Linked DNA regions of Pan troglodytes: all the other regions are linked to region 3. Evidence: chromatin contacts called from public HiChIP or PLAC-seq and capture Hi-C data. All regions are on one chromosome and are shown on one strand. The core of a region is the stretch at or near the end of the contact, and the rest is flanking DNA. Distances in the headings are between cores, read along the strand shown.

Region 1 (3,543 bases), core at 593-3,092, 340 kb before region 3:
GGTGGGAGAATCACTTGAGCCCAGGAGTTTGAGGCTTCAGTGAGCTGTGGTTGTGCCACTGCACTCCAGACTGGGTGAAAGACTGAGGCTTTGTTTCAAAAATAAAAATAAAGCACTAGGATCAGGGACTATAGAAAAGATGCCATAAAACTAAGTGGAAGATCTGGAAGCTTTCTGCACATGGGCTGAAGCTGAAGCAATGTGGCTGGACGAGCTCTCTGAGGGAGTCAGTTCAGAAAATCCCTTCAAGGTGAAGGAAGAAAACACAGCAGCCAGCAAGGCTGGTTCATCAGCAGCAGGAGTCATGGGGGTTAGAGCAGTGTGGGCCCCGGTGTCCCCAGCAGGGGAGTGGCTGTACAAGGCCTCCTCTGGAACCCTCTGACCATAAGTGCAGAGTAATCATTTGCCCTGTGTGCAGCTGGGACCTGAATGGCACGGACACCGCACATCATGCGCTCTGTGAAAGACTCAGAGCCACCTTCTCTAGGGGCTTGGAAGAGAACCCCAGGCCAGGTCACAGGAATCATCTTGTCCTGGTTGACACTGACAACAAGGATCCAAGAATATCAAAGCATTTAAGAGTCGGCCCTGGGGTACCATGGTGGGCACTTAATAAACATATTTCCGTGGCTGGCTAGGATCACCATGTGGATCTACGTGAAGATGGTGTCTGTGTATGGAGTGAATGGAAAATGGAGAGGGAAAAAACCCACAAAAGATTCCTTGGGTGGGGGGAGGGCGCTGGGCCAAAACCTCACGGGGCACCCAGGGTTTCCGGAGGGTGGAAGACGAGGGGATAGTAAGGGAGGGAAAGTAACAGGTAGAAAAAGTTGGAGAAGCCAGGCTCTTAGGTCTTTGTGTATAAACACGCAGCTAGGCAGCTTCAAGAAAAGCTAAAAGAAAAGACTGAGGCAGAAGATCTAGCCACGACGAAAATGACGGCAGGACTCGCTCGCCGATTTCCATTGTAACGCTCCGGGCCACCCTGTGACCTTCGTGGAAGGAAGTTGGAGGATTCTCTCGCTTCCCTGGAAAGGCAACTCCGCGCGGGTTGGGTGAAGAGCGACCCGGCCGGCGGCGGCTATGGCGGGGCATATCAAAGGCTCACATTTCCGCTCTCGAGCCGAGGACCCGGGCCGGGACCGCAGCACCTTCCGGGCCGGGAGTTCAAGGTGAGCCGGGCTCCCGGCGGCCAACAGGTAGGGAGACCTGGGGGAAAGACGGCCCCGGGCCACTCCCCCCGGCACATGTTGGGGGCGAGGCTCGGCCTGGCGGAGCGGCCACTTGCACCCCGCGCGCGGGGCCCGAGCGGATTCGCGCCAGGCTCCGGGCGGCCCCGCGGCCGCTCCCCGCCGGGCCGAACAGCCCGCGCACCCCGGCCGGGTTTCCCGGGAGCAGCCCGGGCACCCTCGGCGCCCCAGGCCGCGCGCTGCAGCCGCGCCCCGCCGAGCCCTCCAGGGCCCCGCCAGTCCCCGTGTGCCCCGCTGAGCCCCGCGCACACTCACCCAACGACAGGAGCGCCAGCAGCAGCGGCCTCGAGGCCAGGCGCCCCATGCTCGCCCGGCGGGAGCGACTCTCCCCCTCCTCCTCCTTCCCCGCCGCCTCTCCTCCTCCTCCTCTTCCAGCTCCGGCTGCTCCAGAGTCGGCGCTCCTCCGCCTGGGCCGCGCGCCTGCTCCGCTCTCCTCGCGAGCCGATAAATCCCAGCGCTGGGGCGTACGTGCGCCCCTGGCTCCGCTCGCTCCCTCCCGCCTCCTTCCCTCCCTCCTCCAGCCGGCCGGGCCCGGGAGCCGGCCCCGCCGATCCGAGTGTGCAGCCCCGACCGCTTCCCGAAAGCAGAAGGGAAGAACCGCAGCGCCCGCCCGCGCCTCCCATCCGGCGCTTTGCCAGCAACAAACACAAACTTTCCCAAGCCCCTCCCCGCTCCAGGTAACGGAGGAAGAGCCGGGGCCACCCGCTTAAAGGCGAGGAGGCGTCGGAGCCCACCCTGCCATCCCCTCTGGGCCCCCACCCCACGAGAAACTTTCCTCCGACCTTTAAAAGTTGGCCTGGGAAAGACTCGTCTGGAAATCCCATCGCTTTAGCCCTATCCCGGGACACCCCGCGTTCCATCACGCTGGAGTCACCCACGCGTGTCTAGTCTATCCTCAGCCAACTCCCCGCTCGTTCGGCCTCTCGTCCTGAGCTAAACACCCCACCAACCAGCCGCTTGGCCTATGCCAAAAATTATGCAGATAGGAGCGAAGGAGCTGAAAGGACTTTTAAAGGCCACGGATTCCAACCTCTACCATACAGAGGCCTTAAGTGTTTCGGTGAGGTGCCCAAGGATTCACAGGGAAGGGGCAAAATCAGAACCCCGCTCTCCTGACTCTGCCCACTCCCCGGTGGCTAGGGTGGGCCTGCCTCCTTCCTTACCCAGCTCCCTCCCTCTCCTCGGCGCCTGTGGCACTGATTAGAACAGCACCCCACAAAGACACCCATTTAAAAAACAAACAAAACCCAAGTGTATTAATAGCTATAGTACTTCATATAGAATGTACTCTTAAGACTTCATATTTATTGCTGTAAGTGGACACCACTGGTTGCCAATAAAGACTCATTTTCCCCCTACAATAGAGTTTTGTGCTTTTGATTTGAATACAAAAGGCCCGACTTGGTTGGGAGAAATGGAGCATTCCTTGCTTGAAACTTAGCAAGCATGATTCAAACACGCAAGGAGCAGCACTGGTGCCCACTGCCCGTCACTGGGCTTTCATTCACATGCAAAACGGATCGCAGATGCTTATGCGGAAACTGCCCACACTGGGGAAGAACACTGCTTTTACTCTCATGCATCCGTCTTTCAACCAACAAATGTTTCTTATTTCCCCACTATCAAATGTGTGATTAGCCAGGTATCTCTGGAAAGAGACTTAAAAATTCATTCCTGGTGGTGCAACGTTATTGTACTTAATGCCACTGAATGGTACACTTAGAAATGTTTAAAATTGCCAGGCCTGGTAACTGGTACTTGTAATGCTAGCTACTCAGAAGGCTGAGGTTGGGGGGGCAGGGGGAGGCGGGGGGCAGGGATGGTGTTGCTTGAGGCCAGGAGTTTTTATTTGTTTTGTCTTCTTTCTTTCTTTCATTTTTGAGACAGGGTCTCAAAATGAGGATCTGTCACCTAGGCCGGAGTGCAGTGGTGCGATCAGGGATCACTGCTGCCTTGACCTCCCAGGCTCAAGCAATCCTCCCACCTCCACCTCTCAAGTAGCTGGAACCACAGATGTGTGCCACCACACTCCAGCTAATTGTTTTTATTTTTTGTAGACACTGGAGTCTCCCTATGTTGGCCAGGTGGGTCTCGAACTCCTGGGCTCAAGCGATTCTCCCGCCTCGGCCTCCCCAAAGACTGGGATTACAGGTCTGAGCCACTGGGCTGGCACTTTTTCTTCTTTTTCTTTTTTCTTTCTTTTTTTTTTTTATTTGAGGCTAGAAGTTTGAGACTCGGGCAACATTGTGAGACACCGTCTCTAAAAAAAAATTTTTAAGGTTAAAATGGTAAA
Region 2 (3,946 bases), core at 999-3,498, 490 kb before region 3:
CAAACCCTGAAGCTCTACCACAAAGTCCTCATGCAATAAGCAATGGGAAACAGGAATGCTAGAGAAAAAAGTTGAAAACATTTTTAGGTCAGGAACAGAGATCAATATCCTAAAGTCAAATCAAAACTATGGGTTTTTACACCAAGAATCTATGTATAACCTCTACTGGGTTTGTAATTCCCACACATTATCACAGCTATGGGCATTCCTTTGGGGAAGAAGTCCCTAGCTTTCATCTTTACCCACTTTCCCAAATAAAGCATAACTGTTTCTTGATGACTCAAAAGTTTAAAACCACACTGCACTGTGTAATCTCTACACTGGGATCCCCCTACGAATGACATAATTAGGGCTGGCTGTGAGGCCCTGTATGAATTTTCCCCAGGCTCTTCCCTTCATCCTTTCCCTCTAACAAGCTGAGAGCTGTCACTTAGTGTTATTCACACGCCTACCTCTAACAATACGCCCTATATGCTTCTTGTTTTGTGTAAGTTTTTAATCACTCCCTTCCAACTTATTATGAAAAAATTTAAATATATATAACATTTGAGAGTAAACAGGTTTGAGTGAAGGTTTAAAATACTCTCCTAAACCTGTGGCACTTTTTTTGGCCTGTATTTTGGTTATCAGATATAGTCCAAATAAATCAAGTTTATCAAATAATTGTCTTCAAATACCACTGTGCTAGTTTGTATAGCAAAGCATTTGTGTAGATGGGATCCTAAATAAGAGTGTTTCTCTTAATGTAAAACCAAATCTTATGCCACCATTAATGCTGAATTCCTGCAAAGGTAAAAATGCTTCTATCTCACAAAACTTGACCTGGGTACTATATCTGAGAGGCTCAGTGTAAATCATCTAACTCATGAAACAGAAACATGGGAAGTTGGTATACATGTTGAAAGGGCACTTTTCTAATACTGATATCCATTATGTACTCTACATCTGACACGGAGAAAAATAACTTTACCAAGTTTTGCTGAATAGAGAGCAGGAGATGTTTAATGATGTGATGATAGTTTTAAAATTCACATAGAAAATGTAGACACTTGGTACTGTGAAAACATTAACACTTGACAAACTATTAACTTTCCTCACTTTAGAGAAGATGCTTAACATTTCTGACTCTCTCCTCCCACCTCAGCCTCACGAGTAGCTGGGACTACAGGCGTGTGATACCATGCCCAGACAATTTTTTTTAATTTTTCGTAGACACGGGATTTCACCATGTTGCCCAGGCTGGTTTCGAACTCCTGGGCTCAAGCGATTCGCTCGCCTTCGCCTCCCAAAGTGCTGGGATTACAGGCGTCACACACCGCGCCAGGCCCTCCGTTGTTTCTTCCAGCGCTAATTTCTTTGAATTATCAATTTCACCATTTAGATGCAGAGAATCCTACTTAAAAATAAGAAGGCTAACAACTAATCACTAGAGTGTTTTAAGCTCAAACATTTAAAAAAACCGTCGGGCCTAAAACTAGTGCAAAACAGGGACAAATTATTTTCCACTATGTCTGCTGTGTGTCCTTACTCCTTTAAAGGGGGAGGGACTGTCTGGGCAGGAGAAGGGAGTGGTTAAGGCCCGTCAAGTGAATAGAAACCCAGAGCTGGAAAACACCGGATCCTCAATTTTACAGGTAGGGGAACCATCGGCCCAGAGAGGGGGGGTAACCAGCCTCGGGTCACACAGCCAGAATTAGCTGGGCGTCTTCCGAACACGCCACGCTGCCCTGGGATCATCAATTGCTTAAAGGGTCCTGACACCGCAAACTAGGGCCCCACAACTCCTCGGCCCTGTGACGCCCGACAGCGGGGAGCCGGCAGCTCCTCTCGGGAGGCCCCGGGCAGCCACAGGGAGTGGGGCCCAGCTCAAGACCTACTCGGTGGCCAGCACGAAGGTGCACGTGTCTGCCCGGCACACGTAGAAGCTCTTTCCTTTATTCGGGCCATCGCGGACGCCGGTCTTAAGAAAGCAGAAAGTCCCTGAAGAGAGAAGAAAGTGAACAACGATTACGCCACGCTAAATCAACAGGCCCCGGGACGCTGAGACCCTAGCCCCTTACCGTGCTCTGGACACCTAACTTCTTCCATTTCGCTGGGTCCCCCAAGTTCCACAAAGCCCCGCCCCCAATTCTGCTTCCGCCTTTTACTCCGCCCTCTTTGTTCAGGAACCAACCATCACTCAGCTCTTGCAGTCTTAATCCCTCCCATAATTCTCCGCCCTTGGCCTTTACCCGTCCTAGCCGCTATCAGCCAATCATATAGGAACTTCGCTCACCTCCAACCAATCACAGCTGCCCTCAGGTATGGCGCGCGCCGAAATCAAATACGGAGCCAGGGGGCGTAAAAGACCCGGCTTTTGCAGGCTGGGGCGTGGCTGAGGCTGGGGAGAAGCTTAGAAGGTGGCGGGGCTTCTGGAGGAAAAAAAGCTTCGATTTGCAGGTCTTGGAAGAGGGAAGGGCAACTCTTGTTTACGTTTAAAACCGAGAGGCGGCCCTAGGGGTAGCGCCAGTTAGCAGGCGCTGAAAGGCCCTGGCTTCGTGGGTGTCTCTGAGCGAGGCTGGCGCTCGTGCGCGCTGGGCTCCGCGCTCAGTCGCTGGGGTGGGAGGCCAGGGGAAGCCGCCGCTGCAGGCCGAGCCGCGAGATTTGCAGTGCAGGAGCCGAAGCGGCGGGCATGGTGGGAGGTCCTTGGAAGCTGCTGCGGTGAACTGAAACGGCTCTCATAGGCAGGCACAAAGACTTCTCTAGGACCCCCTACAATGCTTTACGTTTGCCTCGTGCTTTAGATTTCCCAAAGTGCTTACACATAACACGACCCTCCTCACTCGACCTGGTGAGATGGGTAGCATTTTGTGGAAGATCCCGAGACTCAAGTTTGAGAGACTCACCCAAGGTCAGAGTTGGCGAGTGGGCGGTCCGTGGACAGGTGCGCAGGTCTCAGCGCCATTTGGCCCGCGCTGCTGCTTCCTGTGTGTACTGGATGTTCTCTAGGCTCGCCCAGCGTGGAAGCCCCGAGTTACCAGCCGCAACGTGGAAACCACAAAAGGGGAAATAGATGACTTTTGGTGAAGGCGAATTTTACTTTATCATTTTGTATTGTCAGACTTTTTTTTGCTATTATGCTTTTGTAATTTTAAAAATCGAAGACGAGGTTAAATAGAAGAAAGGGGACAGTTCCGTTCTATTTGACTTCATCCTCGATTTTTAAAATTTGAAGTTGTAATCAAAACTATTAGTAAACAAAAAGAGAGGAATAGATACTAGATTTATTGCAATAGAAATAGTTTCATATTGCAGCTATTGAGGACCATATGTCCCAGACATATGGTGTGGCACCTGCACTGTTCTTATGGGGGCCGTAGAACAGAAAATCTGTAATGTCTAGGAAATCTGGGCGATGTGATAAATGTACATGTTATGGGGATCCGGAGGAAGGGAGACAAACCTGAGGTATCATTTATTAATTAAACAGTACTTACTAAATAGCTTTTTTGTGCCCGTTGTGGACTAGGTGCTTGAGAAATGTAAAATTCATTCATTTACATACACAAAGTTTGAAACAACTATTCTAAGCACAAGGAACTTACTCAGTATTTTGAGGAGACTGAACTAGTACATGTTGAACACTTAAATAACAATATAAAATAGTATTTAAATGTCAAAATGAATGGAGTTAGCAGTAACTCTCTAGGACTAGAGAAAAATGGAATTTCCAAAGTGAAGTTCCTTTATACATAACTACCCTTCTGAAACTTAGATGAACTTAGAGATAAGACAGGAACAACAAATAGAGGCATTTTCATTATTCCAAGATTGTTATTCTTGCAAATGATGTATTTGTACATGTTTAATAGATGCTGTATTGGAGGTAGTATACCATGAATACAGGATTTGCAGAAAGAGGGGCATGGTAATTAATTATTTCTTGAATAATTTTCGAAACAAGGCA
Region 3 (3,432 bases), core at 32-2,531:
AGAACACTTGATTTCCTCACATTTTATGTTACACACTGCCCCTGCCTTGTGTTCCCAGTATCTACAGATGGTAGGGAATATCTCAAGATAGCAGGTTTGTGGTAGAGGGCATTGGTTCCAGAAGTTTCACTGATAGAGATACCTTTTAAGATTTTATGGCTAACTTAAGAAATAATTCATGTCTCTTTGCAATATGGTTCAAGTGTCTTGAGTGACTTTGAGTCCCCACCTGGGGATAATGGAGGTGAAGCAGCAAGAAAGCACATTCCCTCTCAGTTTCACAACCTGCACCATGTGTTGGTGGTTATTTGGGCAGCAGGGAGTCCTGTTCATGGAAATGGATTCCTGCTCACATAATAACTAAGAGTTCTGTGAACTCCCTCAGCTGGGCAGGGGCAACTCTGGTGCTTCTGTCTGCAAGAAAGGGGACAGACAGGGAGGCTGAGGTGAGGAGCTGGTTCTGGGAATAGAGTCATTTGTTCTGGGATATAGGGATGTGAGGGGAGGGCCAGCTCAATGCAGACTGATGAAGAGCGGGGAGAGTGATGAGTGCCTGCCGCAGCTTGGGCTGGATGGATGTGGGGAGGCTAGGCAGTGAGGGAGATGTGGATCTGACATCTCAGCCTGAGGGAAAGTCCCGGTTGAGATGGGGGAAGAGAGAAAAAGAGGAATCTGAGAAGGGAGAAACCAAAGGCTGGAAATCCCAGCTCCGGGTATAAGGGAGTGTGGGGACGGGGGAGGCCTGCCTCAGGTAACCCTACGCCTAACAGTTGTCTAAAATGCTCCCTTTCCTTGTCATGTTTGAGGAAAAGTGGTTCAAAGAGGCCGTCTGATGCGGGATCACACAGCGCTGAAGGGATGAGGGGTCCCGGGTGCTCCCGCCCGTCCCGCTGCCTCCTCCGGTGGCTCTCTGGGAGCCACAGCCCCGTCTAGCCACGGAGGGGCCTTCAGCACGCCCCAAACGCTAAGGGGAAGCTCGGGAGGTGCGGTAGGAAGGCAGAGAAACCTGGTTTTTAAAACGCAAGCCATTTTCAAGGAAAGAATTTCTTACTTAAAAATAGCGTATGGAATGGCGGCGGAATGACGGGAGGGACCGAGCTGGGGGACTGGACGGCGCCCCGGGGACACAGGAAGGAGGCGCGCAGAGCCGAGCCCAGAGGCGCGCCCGGGGAGTGGAAGCGCGAAGACAAACGCGGCGCCGCGGAGGGTGGGGGAGGAAGGGCCGGGGCGGGGCGCGGGCTGCCAGCCCAGGGCTGGGCGGAGCCCTACTTCTGGCCGACCGCGTAGGCGGTGCTTGAACTTAGGGCTGCTTGTGGCTGGGCACTCGCGCAGAGGCCGGCCCGACGAGCCATGGTTGCTGGGAGCGACGCGGGGCGGGCCCTGGGGGTCCTCGGCGTGGTCTGCCTGCTGCACTGCTTTGGTGAGTGAAGCCTGCCCCAGGGGCCCCGCGCCGGCCGGCGCGTACTGGGCACCACCAAGGCTGGGTGGACGCGCTGGGCTGCCGATCAGAGACGGGTGGGGACGGGTCGCTGTGGGCCGGGAACAACTCAGCCGTGGGAGCCTTTTCAGGAAGAGAAAGTTGTTATTTCATCGCCAGTGTCCCTCATGGAGTCAGCAAGGAACTGTGTGGCCTTAGGGAAGGATGGGCTCCGGCCCGCTAGCCTGTCCTGCGGGGCCTGCGCCCCCCCGCCGGCCCCCTCCAGTGACCAAGTTCCTTCCTGGGCTTCCCCAGTAACGTCGCTGAGCGCTTCAGCGGACTGCAAAACTTCTTCCCAGCCGTGAACGCGCCCGGGACGGGGAGCGGGCGCGGATGCCACCTGATCGAGGGCGACGCCTGCTGCCCTCCCCGCGCGGTGCGGTCCCCGCCCGCGCGGCGTCCGCCGTATCAGCAGAGAGGACTTTTCAGAGTCGCCCCACAGCGAGGAGCGGGGAGGCAACTAGGAAGCCCAGTCGGCAGCGGCCTCACGTTGGGATTCCTAAGTGGTGCGACTCCTGCTCCTTTTTCCTCCCCTCAAATCCTAAAAACTAGTATCAGAACCGGTTCCATCCTCTCCGTGTGTTGTCAGCCAAGTCGTCACAACAACCTCAGGAAATAGGTCCCTTTCTTCCCATTTTGCCTCCCCATCCTCCTTCACCCTCCACACATTGGCCCCAGTCAGGCCATAGCCAAACCCCAGGAGTACAGCAGTAACCTCCCAGCGAGTTCACCTGTACTTGAGGGGTTCTCATGGCTGGCTTCTGCACCCCACTGCCAGCCCTCCAGCCCGTCCGTCCGTTTGCTCAGCGTCCACTGCCTGCCCGGGAGGTGCGCGTGTGCATCTGTGGAAGACAGCCAAGGGGGAGGGGTTGAGATAGACTCAAAAGTACCTGCACGATCAGATAAAGAAGTCAGTGTTGTAAGAGAGGCCTGGGCTGGGCGTGGTGGCTTACACCTGTCATCCTAGCACTTTGGGAGGCTGAGGCAGGTGGATCACTTGAGGCCAGGAATCGGAGACCAGCAGGGCCAACACGGTGAAAGATCGGCTCTACAAAAAATACAAAAATTAGCTGAGCGTGGTGGCGCATACCTATAGTCCCAGCTACTCGGAGGGCTGAGGTGGGAGAATCACCTGAGTCCCGGAGGCAGAGGATGCAGTGAGCTGTGATTGTGCCACTGAACTCCAGCCTGGGTGACAGAATATGACCCTGTCTCAAAAAAAAAAAAAAAAAAAAAAAAAAAGGTGAGCTGTGAGGGTACAGAGGGAAGAAGAAGGCAGTCTCTTTTGTGAAATCAAGTGTCTTTTGTGAAGCAGTCTTCATGGGAGGGAGGATATTTGAGCCCAGCCTTCAAGGACTGGTGATGTGTGGACATGTGATAATGTGGGAAAAGATTGCTGAGTGTCCCCTTAGGGAGTCTGGATTCTCTGAGCTGAGAGAGCTTCTCCTGGGCCTTACAGGATCAGGACCATGCGCCTGGGAAGAAGAATCTGTTAGCAACAAAGAGGAAGGCTGCAGTCAGGAGGAATTGGAGGCAGGGAGGCCAGAAGGCCAGGGTGGACTACCATCACAGGGCCCAAATAGCTCTGGGGAGTTCATGTGTGGGTGGCTGGGGAAAAGAAGAGATACAAACAGGGATTAATTGAATGGATGGGGTAACTCTCCTCCAGGCAAGCTGGTCCCTCATTCCCTGGCACCTTGGGTCACTGCTGCCTGTACCTGTGTTCTCCCTTCCACTGCAAACCCAGTTTGCCCAAGCTCCACCTCCAACAGATTATTTGAACTGTCCCTTCCTGGTGATCTCTCTCACCTAATTCATGTATTCATTCAGAAGTCATTTGATTCAGCAAACATGTATTTATAAACTGCTCTCCATAGGCCTTAAACTAAAGACAAGACTGAATGGGTATATCCCCTTTTGGGGACCCAAGCCTGCCTCATTAGGGAAGCTGCAAA

What was found. HiChIP or PLAC-seq counts read pairs in DNA pulled down with a chosen protein or histone mark. Capture Hi-C pulls out chosen DNA fragments and counts their contacts.
Region 1: a contact with region 3 is called in an H3K4me3 HiChIP or PLAC-seq map of stem cell-derived excitatory neurons, with 4 times the contacts expected there. The contact joins the promoter of PTGFRN here to the promoter of CD58 in region 3. A contact is called at or near these places in 1 of 7 Hi-C or Micro-C datasets (stem cell-derived neural progenitor cells) and 1 of 1 datasets of contacts at active chromatin or transcription factors (stem cell-derived excitatory neurons).
Region 2: a contact with region 3 is called in a capture Hi-C map of stem cell-derived neural stem cells, with 6 times the contacts expected there. The contact joins the promoter of TTF2 here to the promoter of CD58 in region 3. A contact is called at or near these places in 3 of 7 Hi-C or Micro-C datasets (blood, induced pluripotent stem cells and stem cell-derived neural progenitor cells), 1 of 1 datasets of contacts at active chromatin or transcription factors (stem cell-derived excitatory neurons) and 1 of 1 other capture datasets (stem cell-derived neural stem cells).

The regions. Positions count from the first base shown.
Region 1 is chr1:114,134,753-114,138,295 of NHGRI_mPanTro3-v2.0_pri, reverse strand. It overlaps PTGFRN (prostaglandin F2 receptor inhibitor), which reads right to left and starts at 1,842. Exons shown (of 9, transcript XM_009428418.5): 1 at 1,506-1,842. The coding sequence starts at 1,554.
Region 2 is chr1:114,285,192-114,289,137 of NHGRI_mPanTro3-v2.0_pri, reverse strand. TTF2 (transcription termination factor 2) reads right to left here and starts at 2,248. Exons shown (of 23, transcript XM_513683.8): 1 at 2,061-2,248; 2 at 1,878-1,980; 3 at 1-58. The coding sequence starts at 2,088.
Region 3 is chr1:113,796,498-113,799,929 of NHGRI_mPanTro3-v2.0_pri, reverse strand. It overlaps CD58 (CD58 molecule), which reads left to right and starts at 1,281. Exons shown (of 6, transcript NM_001427916.1): 1 at 1,281-1,420. The coding sequence starts at 1,351. It overlaps LOC129144261 (a long non-coding RNA gene), which reads right to left and starts at 2,691. Exons shown (of 4, transcript XR_008548527.2): 1 at 2,610-2,691; 2 at 2,431-2,525; 3 at 2,209-2,319.